3 separate regions of the Zea mays genome follow, and all the other regions are linked to region 3. A link is a contact called in public Hi-C data. All regions are on one chromosome and are shown on one strand. Each heading gives the region's core, a stretch centred on a gene start, on an enhancer-like site or on the middle of the called end of the contact. The rest is flanking DNA. Distances are from core to core; before and after follow the strand shown.

Region 1 (4,880 bases), core at 29-2,528, 130 kb before region 3:
AGAGCTAATTCTAGTTTATGGTGACATGTTAAGTTGTTATTTCATCATTACTGCCTCTATCAATGACAGATCTAGGACAATCCAACAAGAGTAGAAAAGAGAGATTGACTAGTTGCATTTGTCCTTCTCTTCATGTTATTTCCATATGCCTACGAGTCGTTGATAAGACTTGAAGATCTTCATTATAGTTTCACTATGATGCCAAGAGTTATAGACTAAGACAATGAACAAAAAAATGGTAGAAACACTTATCAATTTGAATTTTATGCAATACATAAGAATGTATAGGTGAGCACAAAGAAATATGAACTATAATAGTGAAACATACATATCATCAGTAGGAGAATATCAGAGTGTGTTTAGTTCAACTATAGGATGTGAAAAAGTTATTATGAGTTGCATGCTATGGAAAAGTTGTTTTAAGTTGCCCATTGTTCATATGCACTTTGTTTAACTATATATCTTAATCAATATATCTAATTGAAAAAGATTACATTTATGTTCCTGATATTTTTACAAATAAAACTAGACTCCACTTGCTATAATTTTTTATTAAATTTATTCTAACATTTAATTAGTTTTAATCCCATTTTATTTTTTATTTATCTATCTCTTGATTAATACATTGAATTAATAAATAAATTTTACAATTTTATTTTTAATTTATTTCTATTAAAAATATATATTTGTTTTTATTATAATACTTAATTTTTAAAAATTATTTTAGTTTGCATTTATTGTGTCTCTTTATTAATATATTAAACTTGATAAGCAGTAAAGGTAGACTCTAAGTTGTTTTAAAATTTGTAGTATAAAATGTTGCCTTTTCAAGTAGTAACAGAGAAATTGGATCTCTTTGGTTCATATTCTTATTTTTCAAAGCAAAATCAGATTTTAAAGGGTGAACTATATGAGCCTTGAAACAACTTGAAGTTGAAGCCAAGGGGAAGAGAGAGAATGCATGATGCTAAACTAGGGCAATAGTAAAATGATTCACTGAATCATTTTTTGCTAATCCTTAATGTGTTCCTGGATACCAAAAGATTTAGTTGATCAATGGCATATTCTCATTTTGATTTTTTTCACATGTGGTAGGTGCTAACTTTTATCCTTCTCTAATTTTCCCGCGGTACGTCCTCTGTCCAGCCATGTAAATTTCCAATCCAGTGAACAAGAAATATAAAGGTCACACCCCGTCGTAAACATTCAATGAACTGTCTAAAATATAAAATTTTGGATAGATATAAAATAGTCTGCTGAATTTCATATCCAATATCGAGTGTCTTCTTCTTGAAGGCAGCTGCCGTGTAGTGAAATGGGAGCACTGCACTTTTTAAGGGATCCACCACCCCTCTCCCCTACCGTTCCTTTTCTCCACCATTGAAACACTCTCTGACCCTCACTCGCTCCCTGTCACACACACTACACTCGCAATTCATCCGCAGTCACAAGCTCGGCTGCTGCTCCCGCTAACGGTTGAGGCGTTGCTGGTGCACACAGGAAGGGAAGGGAAGGGAGAGCTGCACACAGCTTTGCTCTGGCTCTTGGCTCCCCTGTCCAGCTGTCCTGTCCGTCCATCATGGAGGAAACGCCCAGCCCGCAGCTCTAGCCGCCGTCAATCTCGTCTCGTATCGGAGTCGAAGGAAGTAAGAGGCGGGATGGCATGAAGCGACCTACCAAGAATGAGAGGCTGGGCAACCCCCGGCACAAGTAGGAGGAAGAACCCGAGCAACCGAGCCACAGGGAGGAGGAGGAGATGGGCAACTGCGGCACACGGGAGGAGAATGCCGTCGTCGCTGCGCACGCGCAAGGTATCCATCTGCCCGTGGTGGGTTTCTCGCGGGCTCCCCCTCTCTTGTCGCTGCTTGTTTGGATCTCAGCTGCGGCGCTTCGAACTCCATCAAATTTTGATCTTGGTGGATTGTTTCTCTGGTCCTGGGCTCTTGGTTCTTGTCTCGCCGCGGTTTGCCATAAATGCTCCCTCTTTCTGTTGTGGCGGCTTTTGGATCAATCAGTGTTGTGACGATTTGGTTGCGATTCTCGGGCAGGCTGTGTCTCATGTTATTACGGAAAAGATGGTTTTTGATTGAACTCACATGCCAATTTTCGCTCCAAATGTTTGATTTTAATACTTCAGTAAGGGGGGAGGGGGTTGATGAATTTTATATGGTTCGTTCCCATCCTTGAGATGAATCCGGTCCTAGGACTTCAGTTCTATTTATCCTCGTTTGCTCATGTTATTTGTTCGTCAGTTCAAAACTTGTTTGATTCGTCTTGCCCCAGTTCCAGTTCCAGGTTGTGATCTCTTCTATGCTTCCTTATCTTCTTGATTCTTGCACCCCCGAAGCCTACTCGATTGTGTGCACTGAGAAAATCTAACGGCAAGCGTGCTTCAATTTCTGTGCCCTCCTCGCCAGTATTGACTTCCAATTTCGCACGGATAAAAAAATCACGATCCTCCAAGTTGAATAAACATAGTCTGTTCTACTGGTTGCTACTTGCATTTTTTAAAGCAATTTGAGGTTTTCTAGTTTAACATGCAACTGTGCAGTAGATCTGGTCCCCTGACCTCTTTACCCTTGCTGTAATCAATTTGTGCATGTGTATCTCTTCTTTATTTATTTCCTGCTTTCTACTCAGAAGTACTTATTTTAGGGGGAAAGGTCATTTAATGGATGCTAGCAGTTGGCAACTCATTCATTTCCACTTCTTATTTTACTTTTATAATAATTTCCAAATAGGACTTTGTATCTCATCATGAGTAAATGCTTAGAATGCTACATACGTGAACCCTTGAGGTATACAAATTTTCTTAGGTTCCGTTTGGTTAGAGGGACTAATTGGCTTGGCTTTAGTTCCCTCAAAAAGGTGCTAAAAGGGATTAAAGAGCACCTTTTCCACTTGTTGCTCTCACTTTTTCCATTGACGCCGTACACAACAAACAAGGCCAGAGGTATTTGTCTTTGTATACTGCATCTAGTGTGTTGAGAATCTATTTAGTCGCTGTAACCAAACATGGTATAGTTCTAGGACTCATACTATATGCTTATATAATTCTACATAGACGAATTCTTAGTATGTCCTTAATTCAGTTCTGTAACGTGCTGGGCAATAGTTAAACTTAATATTTTCTTTTTTGTGTGTGCTGAGGACTTCCAATTTACATGCCCTTCTCATTCTCTCAGTTCAGCAACTCCACTTGTTACAACAGCCTTCCAAGAACGCCAATGCAGATAGGAAGCACACCTGCATGTCATCAGATATAAGTGACCCTTCCACACCTAGGAAAGTTGAAGATGCCAAGAACATTTCCATATACAACGATGTGATTGCCTTCACATTGTTTGAGCTAGAGACAATCACAAAGAGCTTCCGTGTTGATTATGTTCTTGGCGAAGGAGGATTTGGGACCGTTTACAAGGGTTACATAGATGAAAATGTCAGGGTTGGGCTGAAGTCACTGCCTGTTGCAGTCAAGGTGCTCAACAAAGATGGACATCAAGGGCACAGAGAATGGCTTGTGAGTGGAAACGTTGTTCAGTAATTTTCATGCTCACTTGATCAGTACCTTTTCATTATATGCATGGAAACATGAGAAATTGTCTACTAACATGGTGTACTTGTACACTATGCATGGCACATTGACATGGATACATGTAGATATCATTAGGTCCATAATGCTAACAAGCATGCCGGCAAATAAAATACACATATTGGGGATTCCATGCAATCATTTTTGTTTCTCCATGGCTGTCTGGATTAGTTCTCACTACTTTGTTGCAGTGTTTTGTTGACCATGACATGGGAAATAGACAAGCTGATAAGGTTATCAATAATGAGTTCATGCTCGTTTACAGACATGTGCAGTCCTTGAGTCATGCTGTTGTTGACAAATAACATATTTTATTTGTCATGCTTGAAAAATTTAAAATATGGTAGCTTACTTGCATGACCGGAATAATGAACATTACCGAGAAAAGAAACTTGAGGCGTGAAGATGGAAATCCATGAGAAAATGTGAATTTATATTCGAAAGGTTAAGCAATTGTATGTAGCTGCCTGTAAAATGCCATTGAGTTATTTTTGCACATGGTTTGATAGTTATCATGCTTATTGCTAGCCTACAAAATTATTGTGCCAGTATTGTTCTTTGCTCAAAACAATGTAAAAAATGTTTTATCCATCTTTTGTGTTTATGTCAGACCGAGGTTAACTGCCTGGGGCAGTTGAGGCATCCAAATTTGGTGAAGTTGATCGGATATTGCTGCGAAGATGACCATCGGCTGCTTGTCTACGAGTTCATGTTTCGAGGAAGTCTAGAAAACCACTTATTCCGAAGTAAACCTTCTGCTCCTGTTATGCTGTTTGTCAGAGTGTGAATGACATCATCACCGAGTTCAGTGCTGCCACTTTTTTACTTAATGTCTTCTGTTTTCCCGAATGCCTGATCACAAACACAACACCTTGAGCTGATAAAAATGTGGATGATAGAGTTACACTTTTCATTTTCATAATAACTGTTGTTGGTATGGGTTGGGCATGTTTTATTTGCCTGCCAACAACTGATTCACCATCTTTGGAATTTTTAAATACGATTTTCAAAACAACCACTAAGCATCGAACTTGCTTGTGGCTCAAAAACTTGGATGATTACCCTCTTAATGAAAAAACGCGTCAGGACATGTTGTAAAAAAAACCTGGATTGCTTGCTTGGTAAATTGTTGATTTTGCTTGATTACAAGTGGTACCTAGCTGGCATTTTCTGTGTTCTGTATGGACTTTTTAGGCAACTTCCCAAATGACCTTATGACTTGGAATATATAAGAAATGATCTATTTTACAACACCTTCATGTCAATTTCTTCTACTTCTGTTGATTTT
Region 2 (5,063 bases), core at 984-3,483, 230 kb before region 3:
GAAGAACTCCCTGCTTTTTCCTCTTTTGCTATTAACACAACATTGTGGAAGTATATATATATATATATTAAAACCAAGTGTCATAAAACAGCCTATCTTTCTTCAGCTGGATGCTGTAACATGATCATGTAGATTTCTTAATTGACTGGATTTTCATAGAATAAGAGTGGAACAAACAAGAGAAGATCAGAAGTCCTCGTTGAAAAGGGGGGAGATAGAGAGGAAGAAATCCTTCTGGACATAAGCTGCCGGCTTGTCCGAAATGCTTGAACTTTAGGCAGGAATTAGGATAGTCAGTTAAATTCGAGATGGTCAGCCCTAGTCAACATTTATTCAGCACTCACATCTATTTTAAGGACACAATATAGTATAGTATCCGGTGCTGACATTGTGGATTATCTGTTCTGTGATCACGCCCCTCGATCCACACCACCAGCTATTGCCAACAGATGACCAATTTACATCTGCAGTTCCAAGATATTAACTTACTACCTTAGATTTCTTTTTTTTTTTGAGGAAATTGCTACCACCTTTCATACTGGGTGTGCTTCCGTACCCTCCATCTCCTTGCGTGCAGACTCTAGAGATGCTGGAGAAGAAGGAGCGTTTCCTCCAGAAGAAATGTTCCGCGGAAATAGAGAAGGCGAAGGATTACACAAAAGCGAAGAACAAGAACGGTAAGGAAGAGCCAACACATCCGCCATTCTTATGTTCCGCTACACGCCTACACCACAACCTTAGTTTGTCAAATATGCAAATTTTGCCTGCTTACCTTTCTTAAACTATACTAGCTTTTCGCTCTCTCAAAAAATAGCTATTTCGCTCGTACGTGAGATTTCTTCCGTGTTTGTTTCGTTTCAGCCGCAATCCAGTGCCTAAAGAAGAAGAAACTGTACGAGACACAGATCGAGCAGCTATCGAATTTCCAGCTGCGAGTCCATGACCAGGTAAAAGGAAACACATACATGCAATGCAAACGGCGCACGTCTCGGAGCTTGATAGATTGATAGTAAGTTGTTTTGTGCATATATATATATATATATATATATATAGATCATAATGCTCGAAAGCGCCAAGGCGACCACGGACACTGTCGACGCTCTGCGCTCGGGGTCATCTGCTGTCAAGGCGATGCAGCAATCAGTGTAAGCTAGCTAAGGTTCCATCTGCGCCTTCTGAAGCTGAACCCAGAGCTCATGGTGTTGCTCGCTCTCACGTAGCCACGTACACGTACTGCTAGATTATTTATTGATAAAAATGGCGCCAACTTATAAGGGCAATCCTTGTGCAGCAACGTGGACGACATCGAGAAGGCGATCGAGGAGGCGAACGAGCAGACGGAGAGCATGCGGGAGATGCAGCAGGCACTTGCGACGCCGATTGGCGCTTCCGCTGACTTCGACGAGGTACCAGTACCGTTGATCTCGCCTCCCTTGTTGTTGTGAACTGGGTACATACAGGCACACATGCACGATCTAGACTCCAGCCATCTTGGAGGAGTCCTGTGCATGGAAGAAATTTGTTTCTCTAACTAGTTTAGGTGGGAAAAAAAACAGGACGAGCTAGAAGCGGAGCTGGAAGAGCTGGAGGAGGAGGAGGAGGAGGAGGGGGAGATCGAGGACGAGCTGCCTGAGCCGCCGGCGAGGCGGTCCGTGGAACCATCGGCGAAAGCGGCGGCGGCGTCTTCTAGACAGGGCAGTGATGTGAGCGAGCTGACCAGGCTTCAGGCAGAGATGGCCCTCTAGCTGTCTAGCAGTGATGTGATGTGAGCGAGCTCGTCGTTGCGCCTGTATTGTACACACGTGTTTTGCTGTAAATTCATCTTGTTCTAGAAGACAAGACACGGCATAGATGAGAGAATCTAGTCGGTGTCCGGCGGACGATGCCAGCCGGCAGAAGCAGTTTGACTTTGACGGTCTCGGATTGCGGTCCATTGTTCCAACAGATACGATGCGATATCATTATTCTTATACTCTATCATGTAAAATGCAAGAATTGCCAAGATGTTCTAAGATCACTCGAGTTCTGGTCATTTCTAAGAAAAATATATATATTTTTAAAATGTAACAAAAACCCTGGATCGAATCAAATTAAATTCGACGAGTTTCGGTAGGATGGACGGCTGTGCTGCCTGTGCATTCGAGACGCCTACTGACATGTTGACCCCACATGGCAGCCAGAGACCGAACGGTGTAGAATTCCGCTACGCATATTCGCCCCCTCTTCTCTCGTTTTCTTCTTTTGCCCCGGAGGCGCGGACAGGTACCAGCACCACCAGAGCATTCCGTCCCGCCCCCGCCTCCACCTCGCCGCGACCACACCTCCTCTCCTCCCCGCCGGCTCCTCCTCCTCGCATGGCGACAGCCTCTCGTCCCTAGCCCCCCCAGATCCAGCGGCACGCACCTACACACGCGCAAGGAACCGTAGACGCGCCCCCGCGCCTCCCCTCTCTCCCGTCCTCCGCCACCCATGGACGCGGGGAATGGCTGCAGCGCGCGGGCGCTGGCGGCGTGCGTCGTCGGCGGCATCGTGCTGGGCGCGTCGGTGCTCGCGCTCCACCTCGCGGGCGGGCCCGCCGCCATCCCGCCCCTGCCCCTGCCGCCGCCCATCGGCGCGCTTCTCCGTCGCCGCCGCCGCCCCGTGCGCGTCTACATGGACGGCTGCTTCGACATGATGCACTACGGCCACTGCAACGCGCTGCGCCAGGCGCGCGCGCTCGGGGACGAGCTCGTCGTCGGCGTCATCAGCGACGACGAGATCAAGGCCAACAAGGGACCCCCCGTCACGCCGCTCCACGAGAGGTCCTGGTGTCGATAGTCTTTTCCGTTTCAATATCCTCTATCTTACTTTTGTTATTGTAGTCTCTGGTGATAGTGACGCGAAACGTAATTCTAGACTTGTAGCGTGCGGTTGTGTAACGCAGGTTAGGAGGAGAGTGACGTTTTTGTTTTCCGTAGCTACCTGGCCATGACCCCCCCAGTTTCAGCAGTAATTCACCAGTCGAGCGCTGTTTGGGAATTCCATTGTTTGTAAGAGTTTACTATGCACTTGACTGCTCCAGAAATGTTTTGCTCTCAACCGGTTTCGAAAAAATCTCTCTTTCATCAATCCAAGTCTGCAATCTGCAAATAAAGGAAACAATCCCGAGGGTTTTATTTATGGGTTCTTTTTGGTAGTTATAGTATAGGTTCATCCACGAATTGAGTTATGGCCTTAAGGGTAATAGCACTAGTGTTTATGTTGTCGCTTTCATAAAGGAGGCACTGCATATTATGCAAATAATCCCCAAATGATTTTTTTCTTAATTTCGTCTCAACTTTTATATTGTGTTATTCCTTCACGAGTGACCTGGCTGTACAGATATTTATGCATCTGCTTCTCTGTGCTAGGGATTATCAAATCTGGTATATGCTGTTTAGCAAGTTTCTGATGATTTTTTTTTTGTTCTGATAATATAGAATGGTAATGGTCCGTGCTGTGAAATGGGTGGATGATATCATTCCAGATGCACCTTATGCCATAACTGAAGAATTCATGAACAAGCTATTCAATGAGTACAACATAGACTACATTATCCATGGAGACGATCCTTGTTTGCTACCTGATGGTACTGATGCCTATGCTCTTGCCAAAAAGGCTGGTCGATACAAGCAGATTAAGAGAACCGAGGGAGTGTCGACAACAGACATTGTTGGTACTAATTTCACTCTAGTTTTTCCTTTCAGTTTTTGAAATTTAAAGTTTGCTTCGCTGATGATCATATTGAATTATGAAATGGGGATTATTTAGGTACTAGTTCTCCGTTGCTAGCTATTGTTTATTGAATTATCATAGCTGTCCTTTGATGTTGCAATTGACTTTAGGTCTACCAAAAACTTCTTTTGTCACTGTACTGTTCAGAAGATTTCCTCAGCTGATTTGCTCATTTGAAAATCATTGTGAACACTGTTCTTAAGGCGTCGCCTAGGCGTCCGGACGGTGGTCTAACGCCTAGGCGCCTTGCCCGCCTACCTCGCCTAGGCGCCGCCTAGGTGTCCAGGCGGTGGTCCAACGCCTTGGACCGCCTTGCCGCTTTAAAAACCATGATTGTGAACCAAGTGTTATATTAGTAAATGTTTAAGGGATGGGCATTCCACTATTGTTTTTTTTTCCGAGACTGCATGCAGTATAAAGCTTATGTTGTAGTACCCATTTCTAGTTTAGAACAACACTTGGGGACAGTGAATTTGTCATTTCTCATGCTGATCGGGTATTGCTACATGATAGGACGGATGCTTCTTTGTGTTAGAGAGAGATCATCTGATGCACATAACCACTCGTCACTACAAAGGCAGTTCAGTAGTGGACATGGTCAGAAAGTTGATGATACTGGATCTGGAACTGGAACAAGAGTATCTCATTTTCTTCCCACATCTAGGCGAATAGTTCAATTCTCAAATAGCAAGGTATGACTTCTGCAGCTTCACATACATTAATATATCTCTTCTTGGACTATTAACAGACGTTTTGAGACCGATTCTTAGATAGTCATTGACTGTAGACATTCTCAATGCAGGGTCCAGGTCCAGATTCTCGGATAGTTTACATAGATGGTGCTTTTGATCTGTTCCATGCTGGACATGTCGAGGTAAATGTGAATTCCTTTCCACATGCCCACCCACCTGAAAATGGGAAAGAAAGAAAAAAATCCTGACATCTGTGTCAGCTAAGTCTGTTTAGGACACAATCACCTGTTCATGCTTGTGTTGGCTATACTTCTGTTTTTGCAAGGAGCAAACTAAAATTGACCATCCAAAACTCCGTGATTTTATGTATTTATAGTTCCTTCCATGTAGATCTTACGACTTGCTCGAGAACTTGGAGATTTTTTGCTTGTGGGGATTCACACAGATCAGACCATAAGGTAATATGATGATTGCATCTCTATTCTCTCCTATCGGCTATTTACAAGTTTGCTTAAGTTAGTTCAGTTTTGCTTTTGCAGTTTTGCAGTAGTCTTTGTTTATATTCACTAGTCAGAGTGCATTTCTTTTGAAGCTTATATGTCTGCAATATATAATTCA
Region 3 (4,426 bases), core at 684-3,183:
TTGCGATAACATGCAATTTTGTCGTTATTTAGCTAATGGAAAAAATATATATATATTATATCTTGAGTTGTCGTTTTTTTATTCTTCTGCCACTAGTTTATATATGGCAATTCTAAATTTTGTGTGAAAATTTAAAACGCCTGAAACATAGCAAACTCCCCGCTTTAAAACCACCCCAAGAGTTGCCGTCTGATCTGTTAGAAGTTCAGTACTGCTACAAAAATTTATGGCTGCTCTGCTACATATTTCCAAGGGCAACAGGATCTCATCAAATTCCTAAGCAACGACATGAACCGGTGACAGGAGCAGGAAGCGTGGATCGCGACCGGTTGCGACGTCGACGCGCGCTGGGCGGAGGTGGAGGAGATGCGCGAGCAGGCTGCTCCGGCGCCGGACGAGCCGTGCCTGTCCTCGTTCGTGGACACGTCGGAGATCTTCCCCGCCAGCGTCACGCTCAGCGGCGGCGGCGGCGACGTGGACAATAGCGGCGACAACTACAAGCCAGACGAGGAAACGGCCCCGCGACCACAGCTGTTGGCCACGAGGGCGCTGGTGCCGGTGACGGAAAAAGGAGGAGAGAGAGAGGGAGAATGGAATACGGGAGACGATAGAAGAAGACGGCGACAAGGGATGTAACGGAGCGAGGGCACGACGGTAACTGCACAATGCCTAATAATCATTAGGCGCGCGCGATGCTAAATATTCAAAATGAGGGAGATTTTGATGTCACGCTTTCAATTGCCACGACCGACCGTGGTGCCAAAAGTCTGGTAGACGGTCCCATGTTTGCAAAATTCTCCTATTCTATATAGCCATTCTATATAGCCATGGACGAATTCTTCCTGCGTAGCAACGACCGCGTCGTCGACCAGCCGCCGCCGCCGGCCCCGCCGCGGAACATGTCGTCGAGGGCGATGACGAGCGCCATGGAAAGCGGCGCGCCGAGACGTGACCCCGCCACGACGAGGCGGAACACGTCGTCGCCGACGGCCTCCTTCCTCTGCACCTCCGCGACGACGGCGCCCCCGCGCTCCTCACGCACCGCGCAGGCGCGCCGCCCGTAGGAGCCCTCCACCACGTACGACAGTGCAGCCGCCGCCGCCGCGTCGTCGGTGCCCGCGGCCGCGGAGTGGGCGAGCGCCAGCGTCTTGCAGCACGCGCCGATGCGGCGGCGGACGGAGAGCAGCGGCGTGGCCCTGGCCGTCGTCGTCGTGCCGTCGTCGGCGTCGGCGTCGTAGATGACCCAGCGCTCCGCGAGGCCGAGCCGCGTCTTGCGGCGCACGGTGAGGAGCGGCTTCCCGCTGGCGTCCATGAGCACGACGCCGGCGCGGCGCCAGCGCCGGGTGGAGCCGGCGTAGCAGTCGACGCGGAAGGCCAGGTCGCCGCTGGCGTCGTAGACAGTGAAGCCGTCGCAGTTGAAGAGCAGCGACTTGCGCCACACCGTCAGCACAGTGGACGGCTCTCCATCAGCCTCCGCCGGGGCCCGGCCTACTGCTGCTGCTGTGGCAACGACGGACCCCGCGGCGTTGGGGTGGACCTTGGCCATTACTCCTCTTTTCTTTTCCCCGCTCTGTTAGATCCTCTGCTTCGGCCTAGCTTGCTATGGCGGCTAGCTGCAGAGGTACCTAGGTAAGCAAGGAGGAGCCATTGCGCTTGGAGTGGATCGGGTGGCGAGGAGTTGGGGGAGAAGCGTAGGGAATTTATACCTGGCCTGGCCGGCCGCGCGGAGAAGATGGCGCTCTGCTCTCTTTGTTGACAAGTGACGGTCTCGCTGACCTCACCATCCATCCCACCCAGGCCCAGCAACCGATTCATTTTGTCGTGGGAGGAGAGACGGAAGAGGAGGAACCTGATTCCTCACCGCCCACATGTACTCTCTTCATTTCGTCAGTGCACTCAATTTCCTGGCTACCAATCTGCTTGATTTGGGTTAATAAAGATATATTCTCGGTGACGAGGATGCAGTGGTCGGCGACGGCGACGACGACGAGAGTGTTTGTTTGGTTCTTTTTTAAAATATCATATAGATCACGTGCGAATAAAGATGAAGTGGTCTAAAGAGTTGAGGATCTAAAAAGCGACGAATTTCTACCATCATGGTGATTCGATTGGAAAGCTGGACCATTTGACGGTCTGCAACACCTTTCTTTTGGTGCCCACAAGTTGAAAAGGGAAAACAAACATTGCCAGATTATAGGTTCTGTTTGAAAACCTTTAACCTAGTAGTTATCAGCTAAAAATCAATAGTAAAGCTTCTAAATTTGTATCACTATTCAAAAAATTACATATATATTTTTATGTCTATATTTAAATAAATGATAATAAGTCTAGACATATTTACAAACACATATACATTAAGTGTAGTTTGAATCTAAGTAATTTGTTAGAACGAATTTTATCGTAGGACGGAGGTCTGCGGTCAAGAAAAACAGTTGCTGCTTTCAGCATTCTCTAGAGAAAAAGGTTGCATGGAAGTGCGTGCCGATGCAAAGGCTAGCCTTCCTTGTCCATGAGTCCATGACGAGTCGTCGTTGATGGTTTGGCTCCTGCTGCTCAGGAGTACTATATTATTGGATATAGTATATCTTATCTTATCTCCACGCACGGATTTTTGGGAGAACGTATTGTTTTATTTCTAAGAAGAAGAAACAGAGGCTCGAGAAGCGTCTAGTGCAGACATGTGTAGTACACGCCAGCAGAATTGTCTACGGCCATATGTCAGAGAAATGCTGGCGCAGAATTGGACTTTGCATTATAAACTGTAAAAATTATAAATAAAGGATTTGCTAAACTGCAGGCCTCTGGTTTTTGCTTTATTTTCAGTCGGCAAACAGAATCCATCTAATTTAAATCCAATGATCAGAATCTATCATGAACTTATTCTTAGCCTCAGGCAATCTCCAGCCTCTCATCCTATATCACATCTCGTATTTTAAACTTCACTCTACAAATATTCTTTATTTTAAAACTTAACTCTTCAAAACTGTGTTAAACAATATCATTTATCATGCCACCTTCTCTATTTTACATGAGTACATGACCCACCCCACACAGCTTTAGTACTGAAAACTATTGAAAACTAGGACTCTTGTACACTTGTTGTGACCTATGTACTGAATTACTGATACCGAGGGGGTGTTTGGTTCTGTGGACTAAAGTTTAGCCCGGGTCACATCAAGCGTTTGACTTTCAAATAGGAGTATGAAATATAGACCCAACCAACTGTACTAGATTCGTCTCACTTTTTAATCTTCGGCTGAGAAATTAGTTTTATAATCCGACTACATTTAATACCCCGAACGGAGGTTCAAACATTCGATGTGATAGGGGCTAAATTTTAGCAGGGGCAAACCAAACACCCCCTCATGCGCAGTGGAACAAATGACGTGTCCTCTAAAGTCTGAGGATCGCTCCTGGAATGTTTGTTACGTTTATGATACATAAAGTTTAAGAATGCTAAAAAAACTCGATCTGTGAGATAAGAATAAAAAATATTTTTTGATTTTTTATTATAAATAAACAAGATATAGGACAATTTGTAATGTGGATTACATTGTGAAGTTTAAAATACAAGATAAGATAAGATAACTATTCGAGACAGTCTAAATTTGTATTCTTATTCTGAGCATTGAGCTTATAAAAATATATGAATGGGTAACCTTATATTATCATATATTTTTTCACCCTTTTTGTTGGAGGGGGTAAATGATGCATAAAACAATTTATGCAAATTTCTATTCATATTTGTAATAATGTGCTTGATAACATAAAAATCAGTATCGAATTTCATACATATCTATTTTAAAATGATAAATTTGTTATAGCAATTCGGATATCTACTTTTATCCCTGCTGCGAGAGGTCTAAGAGGGTGTTTGATTTCTAGAGACTAATTTATAGTCCTTCTATTTTAGTTCTTAAATTGTCAAATACGTAAACTAAAACTATATTTTAGTTTCTGCATTTGGCAATTTAGAATAAAATAGAGAGACTAAAATATAGTTTATAGAAACCAAACAACCGCTAAAGGATTGTTTGGTTTGAGAGAGATTGAAGGGGATTATATTATTTTCTAGTTAAAATTGAATAGAAGGAGATTTAACCTTCTCAAACCCTTTGGATCCCTGCGCAACCGAACAAGGCATGTTGAAGAAAGAGATTGAATGCGGAAATCAGCATCTGTTTTCCTTTGACCGAAATTGGTATGAAGCAACAGGATTCCATGTGAGGGCTTTTACCAAAACGGATGGAGTTGCCGCTACGAACACATTTTCTTTCCTTATCATGTGAACTCCGTAGGCTGCAATGCTTGACCTTTCGACTTTCTTACTGTTTATAGAAAAGGAAGCCAAATTTGTCACGTATAATGTGCCGATTAGTTGTAATAATGGAGTAGGTAGCTACTCTACTTTGCACTCTCTATCTCA

Evidence for each region. A called contact is a pair of places that touch in the nucleus more often than the background predicts.
Region 1: a Hi-C map of leaf shows a contact between it and region 3, with 2.5 times the contacts expected there. The contact joins the promoter of LOC100283338 here to the promoter of LOC103654295 in region 3. A contact is called at or near these places in 2 of 25 Hi-C or Micro-C datasets (both in leaf).
Region 2: a contact with region 3 is called in a Hi-C map of leaf, with 6 times the contacts expected there. The contact joins the promoter of LOC103654297 here to the promoter of LOC103654295 in region 3. A contact is called at or near these places in 3 of 25 Hi-C or Micro-C datasets (endosperm, leaf and tassel).

What each region holds. Positions count from the first base shown.
Region 1 is chr4:190,473,241-190,478,120 of Zm-B73-REFERENCE-NAM-5.0, reverse strand. LOC100283338 (serine/threonine-protein kinase NAK) reads left to right here and starts at 1,278. Exons shown (of 6, transcript NM_001156239.2): 1 at 1,278-1,811; 2 at 3,186-3,520; 3 at 4,203-4,338. The coding sequence starts at 1,757.
Region 2 is chr4:190,572,773-190,577,835 of Zm-B73-REFERENCE-NAM-5.0, reverse strand. It overlaps LOC103654297 (ethanolamine-phosphate cytidylyltransferase), which reads left to right and starts at 2,233. Exons shown (of 9, transcript XM_008681128.4): 1 at 2,233-2,801; 2 at 3,459-3,694; 3 at 4,267-4,445; 4 at 4,556-4,627; 5 at 4,836-4,903. The coding sequence starts at 2,470. LOC103654298 (vacuolar protein sorting-associated protein 32 homolog 2-like) reads left to right here. Exons shown (of 8, transcript NM_001321407.1): 4 at 578-677; 5 at 862-947; 6 at 1,054-1,145; 7 at 1,292-1,406; 8 at 1,557-1,777. The coding sequence ends at 1,745.
Region 3 is chr4:190,341,905-190,346,330 of Zm-B73-REFERENCE-NAM-5.0, reverse strand. LOC103654295 (protein LURP-one-related 8) reads right to left here and starts at 1,933. Exons shown (of 2, transcript XM_008681126.3): 1 at 1,707-1,933; 2 at 701-1,613. The coding sequence starts at 1,546. The coding sequence ends at 818.